Linked DNA regions of Mus musculus: region 1 is linked to region 2. Evidence: chromatin contacts called from public HiChIP or PLAC-seq data. All regions are on one chromosome and are shown on one strand. The core of a region is the stretch at or near the end of the contact, and the rest is flanking DNA. Distances in the headings are between cores, read along the strand shown. Region 1 overlaps Gm44140 (a long non-coding RNA gene). Region 2 overlaps Emp1 (epithelial membrane protein 1).

Evidence for each region. HiChIP or PLAC-seq counts read pairs in DNA pulled down with a chosen protein or histone mark.
Region 1: a FOXA1 HiChIP or PLAC-seq map of pancreatic cancer cells shows a contact between it and region 2. The contact joins two enhancer-like sites. A contact is called at or near these places in 3 of 39 promoter capture datasets (embryonic stem cells, hippocampal neurons and liver) and 1 of 115 datasets of contacts at active chromatin or transcription factors (pancreatic cancer cells).

The regions. Positions count from the first base shown.
Region 1 is chr6:136,497,902-136,500,909 of GRCm38.p6, reverse strand. All of the region lies in intron 3 of Gm44140 (a long non-coding RNA gene), which reads left to right. Among named protein-coding and RNA genes, the nearest start is that of Gm44140, 19 kb to the left of the region's middle. Within about 2 kb of position 1,434, at least 126 of the 459 cell types and tissues checked have an H3K27ac peak or open chromatin away from gene starts, as enhancers often do. A contact at or near this core is called in pancreatic cancer cells, where this site is marked.
Region 2 is chr6:135,374,624-135,377,740 of GRCm38.p6, reverse strand. Emp1 (epithelial membrane protein 1) reads right to left here. Exons shown (of 5, transcript NM_010128.4): 2 at 453-563. The coding sequence starts at 530. Among named protein-coding and RNA genes, the nearest start is that of Emp1, 13 kb to the right of the region's middle. Within about 2 kb of position 1,585, at least 59 of the 459 cell types and tissues checked have an H3K27ac peak or open chromatin away from gene starts, as enhancers often do. A contact at or near this core is called in pancreatic cancer cells, where this site is marked.

The DNA.
Region 1 (3,008 bases), core at 185-2,684, 1.1 Mb before region 2:
GGGTCAGGTGATTATTAATCAGTACATTCTGCCATTTTTCTGAGATTTTTTTTTACTCAAGAATGTTCCTGTGGGTGGAGAATGGAACTTGGCCTAGCCTTGACAGCAGATGGGGGTGGGGGGGAGCTGTAAGGAGGGGATGGGACTGGAAAAGCCCATAGGGTTCCTTAGCTTATCAGAACTGAGGCAATTATGAGAACTTTGAATTCCTTCTCATGTTGGTCATGTTGCCCGTGGCAGAAGGGATGTGAGAAGCAAGACCCTCGAGAATACATATGAGAGACTAACTGGTGAGAGTAAAGCAGTTTCCTATTCACCATTCTGCAGAAAGGCACACCAACATAGAGAAAAGACAAAAATAGCTACCCTGTGGTTTTCAAGTCCCTGATCATAAGACATTCCTGCTTTCCCTATTGGCTGGAACTCTAGTGAGTTACAATCTTCATTTCTTCTCCCCAAGTTCCCACCCTACTGCTTCTATAAGCAAAGCCTTAACTAATTACTCTCCTAGAGCGGATTGTATAAGCCAGATTGGCCTTAAACCTGCCTCAGTTCCCTGGCCTGGCCTCCAGAGCACTGGGATTGCAGGCATGCACTATGTATGGACAGGGGTTTTGTTCATGCGTGGTGTTGTCTTTGAGACAAGGTATCATGCAGCCTCAAGCTTACTAACAGAGGCTACCTTTGAGCCCCTGCCATTCTTGCTTCTACTGTCTCAAGCTGACGTTGTAAGTATAGACGACCACAGGAAGAACTGAACCTCTCCTAAAGCGCGGTGCTTCGCCTGTATTTACCAGTCAGTTCTCAAGCACTGTAAAGAAAACACCTGGATATGTCAGCTATAAAGAAAATTTCTAAAGCCAGACATGGAGGCCCATGCCTGTAGTCCCAGCACTCAGCAGACCAGCATGGGCTAGTGAGTTCCAGGCTGGACTGGACGACTGAGATAGCTCAGGAGACAAACAAGAGTAGGAGTTTGTGCAAAATGCTAGGGAGGAAAACAATGGGTCAGCCTCAGAAAGCGAGTGCTCACCGGAGAGAATAAAGGAGAGCTGTTGGCATTGGGGACAATGGGGACAAAGGCCCAGTAGGCAGAGAGCTTCCTATTATTTGATCCCCAGCACCCCCATAAACTGGGTGTGGTGGTGCATCCCTGTGATCCGGCGAGTGGGAGGCAGCCTCTGGAGGGTCAGAAGTGTAAGGTCACCCTCAGGAGCAGAACAGTCGAATGCCTTCTCTCAAAACAAACAAACCCGCAGTGTCCAAGGCTGTCGACATTAAATGCTAGATTAAGCAGCTAATCTCGAGGCCTTGAAGAATGAGAGTGGAATTTTCCTGAAAGCTGGCTGTGGGAGGCAGGAAGGCATGTCCTGTCCTGCCCAGAGATCAGATGAGCTACTTTGAGTGGGAAGGCAGGCCAATGCGGTCCTTGGTTCCCACACCCTCAGCTGAGTGAATGTTGACTCATGCTTGAGAACATGAACATGAGTCACAAGCTACACACCATCAATTAAGAGGGTTACAGCAAACTGTGTGGTAATTCACACTTGTAAGACTGGCCTCTGGAAGGCTGAGGCAGGAGAAAGACTGTGAGTTTTGTGAGTCCATTCTGAGCTACAACATGAGACAAGAACTCGAGCTAACTGAGGACCGTGTTTGGGCTCTCACTTCTACACACCTCCTTGTGGTTTTTCACTTCGGGGCTGAAAACCATCTCTGAAGAAAACCAGGAACACATTGCTTCCAAATTTGCTTCTCTTGAGCCAAGTGTGGTGTCGTGCCCCTTAAATCCCAGCACTTGGGAGGCAGATGCCGGAAGAAGATCTATGAGTTTCAGGTGAGACTGGTCTACACAGCTATTCCAGGACTACAGAGAATAGCTGTTCTCAACCTGCAGGTCAAGACTCCTTTTGGGATCAAACAACCTTTTCACAGAGGTCAAATATTGGATATCCTGCATATGCAATGCCTAAATTATATTTCATACCAGTAGCAAAATTACATTTATGAAGTAGCAACAAAAATAATTTTATGTTTGAGGGTCACCACTGTTAACTTTCAAACCCAGAATAAACAACTGAGGTCCTCATTTAATATATCAAAGAGGTCCTGGCAATCAGGTTCTTCCAGCATCCCCTAGTCTGGCATACTCCACCCCCATCCTGAACTCTCCAGCCTAGGGCATGGGCTTCCTTTTCCACACAGGCTATTCTGCATATAATCCAGACATTTTGGCTACCTGCCCTCTTTTGTGTAACTTTGGCCTCCTGGCTCCCCTCTCTGCTCCCCCTCCCACTCCCCATCTCCCACATGCCTTTGCCTCTGCTCTCCCACACACCTGTAATAAATGTTGTTCTCCACCATACCTAGGATGACGCATGTCCTTTCCTTTCATTTTTATTTCTTCTTTTCATTCAACCAGAACATGAGAAACTGTATTGTAGGGTCACAGCATTAGGAAGGTTAAGAACTAGTGACATAAAGAAATCTAGTCTCAAGGGCTGGAGAGATGGCTCAGCAGTTAAAAGCACTGACTGCTCCTCCAGAGGTCCTGAGTTCAATTCCCAGCAACCACATGGTGGTTCACAACCATCTGTAATGGGGTCTGATACCCTCTTGTGTCGTGTCTGAGGATGATTAACTGTTACATTGTGATTGAAATGCCTACTGGGCTTTGCTGATACAGCGTTGCCCTGGGTTCTCAAGCCAGAGAAGGAGTGGTCAAGTGTTGCCCATGCCCTGGACATCTCTCAGAGAGCCCTGCAGGACGGGGGCCTGCTCCCTACCCAAATCAGGCTTGGGCCTTCTCATCTCCATAAAGACAAAGGCCTTGTCACCTTAAGGCCAGTTAAACTTCGGTTCCCCTGCCAAAGAACTAGCTTCTTAGAAGTCATGTGACAGCCAGTGGAAAGTCCCTGCCCCCACTGTTACACTTCCTCCTTTGACCTTTTGTCTTCCCCTCCCCCTCCCTGACTTGAGCTATATAAGCAAGTTCCACGATGTCAGTG
Region 2 (3,117 bases), core at 336-2,835:
TCTGCGATCTAGCGCATGAGCAGATATTGTTAACCTGAGCACAGGGAGAGTCTGTCCCACGAGGGCGTCTTTGCCCTTCTGCCTGAACTGCACTTCTATTTTCTTCTACTTCCTCCTCTAGAGGAGACACGCCCATCCTCCAAACGCACCTCAGTGTCCACCTCCCGTGGAGAGGATTCTTCTCAAAGCTGAACCTCCCAACACCCCTAGAGGAATCACTTGTGGACTCTCGCCTTTTACACTTTGGTTATTTCTTCCCGATCTATGAGTATGTGTTTGTTTGTTTGTTTGTTTGTTTGTTTGTTTGTTTTCCCCTCACAGCTATTCAAGAAGTTCTCTGCTCTGTGATTTAACACTCCCAGCTCCCGTTTTTGTTTGTTTGTTTTTTAACCTTTTACCAAACTATTCCTAAGATCCTTCCTGGGATGAGGAAACAGGGGGCTGGGACTCACGTTGGCAATGGTGGAGACAAACAGCATAATGGCAGTGGCAATGTGGACCACAAAGAGACCAGCCAGTAGCACCAACATCTTGGCTTTTTGGTGACTTCTGAGTAGAGAATTCTGAAAACAAAAGACGGGGGAGACAGAAAGGTTATTGTCACAGTCAGTAAGACGCATCCCACCTTCTCATTTCAGGATCTCTGTTGACACAAGAAAGTGTGACAATTTTTAAAATTTAAAATTACATCAAAATGTTCTAAAACCTGATTGATACACATACCCAAATGCTTACTCATCTGTGTATAGACAAGTACTTCTGTTTTGCTCCCACATGTTTATAGATTCATCTCTTTAATATAATGAATATTCTACAGATATAATGAGTATAATTACAGAATATAATATTCATTATATTAAGAAGCGCATGGTATGCTTTATAGCAGCTGCTAATGTTTTGTTTGTGATTGACAGGCCAAAAATGTCAGGCTTTGAGTTTTTGGAAGATTTTTGTCACCTCCAGAACTCTGCAGCAGCATGCATGCCCGGTTTCCATTTGCATGAGGAAAGCATCAGTGCTCCAGCAAAATGCTCACCCAGCAAACTGAATAGAAACAATGAGTTCTGCAGCACACGCCACTATTACTCAACGGCCATAGAGCAAATTGGCTACTAATTTGATCCCGGATGAGACGTAAAATAAGAGAGACACAACTTCTGTTATTACAGTGCTCTTTGGCACCCAATAGTGTGACAACCTAATTACTGGGTAATGGCCCGGCCACTTACTGATTTAGCATTCCAGACTAATATTTGCAACACCTGAGCCTTTGGCCCTGCGTGCCTCTTGGTGGGGATGCTGTTATGGGTCTAGGGCGATGTTAGATTTCCTGCGGTTCAACATGACAGCTCTGGGGCTCCAGAAGTGTAAAGCTTGAGATAACACCAGATGTGCTTTTTGCTGGTGTGTGGTGTTTATGCAACTTCAGTCATTCAAGACCCATCCCCAAAGACAAACAGATGTATGAATCACCCTTCGGAAGAGTTGAACTAATATAAATTAACAATGTGCATGGATAAACAAAAGTTCTCAGCCACAATCTCAACAGAGACCACTGATCATAAAATCTAGAAGCTAAAGGAAGCGTAAGAGGGCACACATGGGGCAGCCGTGCATACCCTCTGTGTCACACCTATGACAGATGCAGAGTCAGCTCAGAGAGACATCAAAGGGAAAGGACTTGGAGGTGGGGGAGGTATTCACCCTCTAGGCAGGGAGTGTGTGAGGATGCACCAACCATAGAGGAGATGCTGTGTGCATCCTGCAATTGCTTGTTCCCCACCCCCCTCCACCTGATTTAATTGATGCTTTGTCTGTGCCTAAGCCACTTTCAAGCTACACTAGGTATTTATTAGAACACCGATACTATCATTATTCTGACATTCTGCGTGTCTTTTATCTCCTCTCGCTTTCTCATTAGCTACTCAAAACCAAACGTGATCTACTGCACGCCTGGGTTCTTGGCTCTTTGTACACACTGGTTTCTACTCTCCAAAAAAAATCCTCTTCCCCACTGGCTGCTTCCCTCCAACGGTGAGGGAGGCAGGCAGAGAATGTTCTCAATTTAACTGTGAATGGCAAAACCCGATGCCATTTTCCTGCTGCCTCTGGGGAGAGCCTGTGAATCCTCTCTCCCAACTTTCAAGTTCACTGCTGCTTTTCTGTGGTTCTCGCCTACCTCCGTAACTTCCCCCTTGGCTTTCATGTGTGGAGAAAAGGATTTGTTTTACTGTTTTGTTTTTTGAGTTAGAAGTTGACTTAGAATTATTCCAAGGGCTTTGATCTCTGCCTCCGTTTCCTCATATGTGAAGAGGGGTAATGATACCGACTATACCCAGAGGTGTGAGGCTGCAACTGGATTACGTAAGTAAAAATGCCTTCTGAAGCATGGTACAGTAAGTACCGTGTGTGTCACATGGTACTAATAACAGGGTTGCCGTGATTGTTGTTGTTGTTACTGTCTTTCTTCTATGAAGCAGAATGACTGTTACCAACCCGGTCCAGTTACTCAGTCACATGCCACCCCACATCAAAGTCAAGAAATAAGACATTTGCAGGGTAGTTCACCGGACAGCATATGGCTAAAATCACTTTGGTCCTCAGAAATTGACATTTTTGTCTAGTCCTCACCCCTCCAGTAGGGAGGGTATTAAGAACAGATCCTCTAGAGACAGTTGGCTTTTCTCAGCCCAGGCTTGCCCATCTAGAATAAAGCTGGCTCAGGAAAGAAAAGGACAAGAATCACATAATGGGAACTTTCCCCCCACCCTCCTCGACCCTGTAATGACTCTCGGGTTCATTTTGTTTATAATTGACAAATTTTCTCCTAATCGTGAAAAGTAGCTGAGGAGCCAAGAATGGACCATAATTCACCAAGTGAGGCCTCTTTAAATGAGTTGCCTGACAGGCAGGCAAATCCAGAAGTCTTTCTGTCTCCTTGATTGCCCTGGGACCCTATCCAGCAGAGTCCCTCTTGTTTCATCCTGCTGACAGCCTGGTCCAGTGGCCGCTCGTCATGTCTGGGCAGCATGGACACTTTGGGCTACTCCGTCTCTCTTCTTACCTCAGCGCAGGCCCAACTAGTTCTTGTCCCCTGCCTGCTGCCACTTGAAGAGC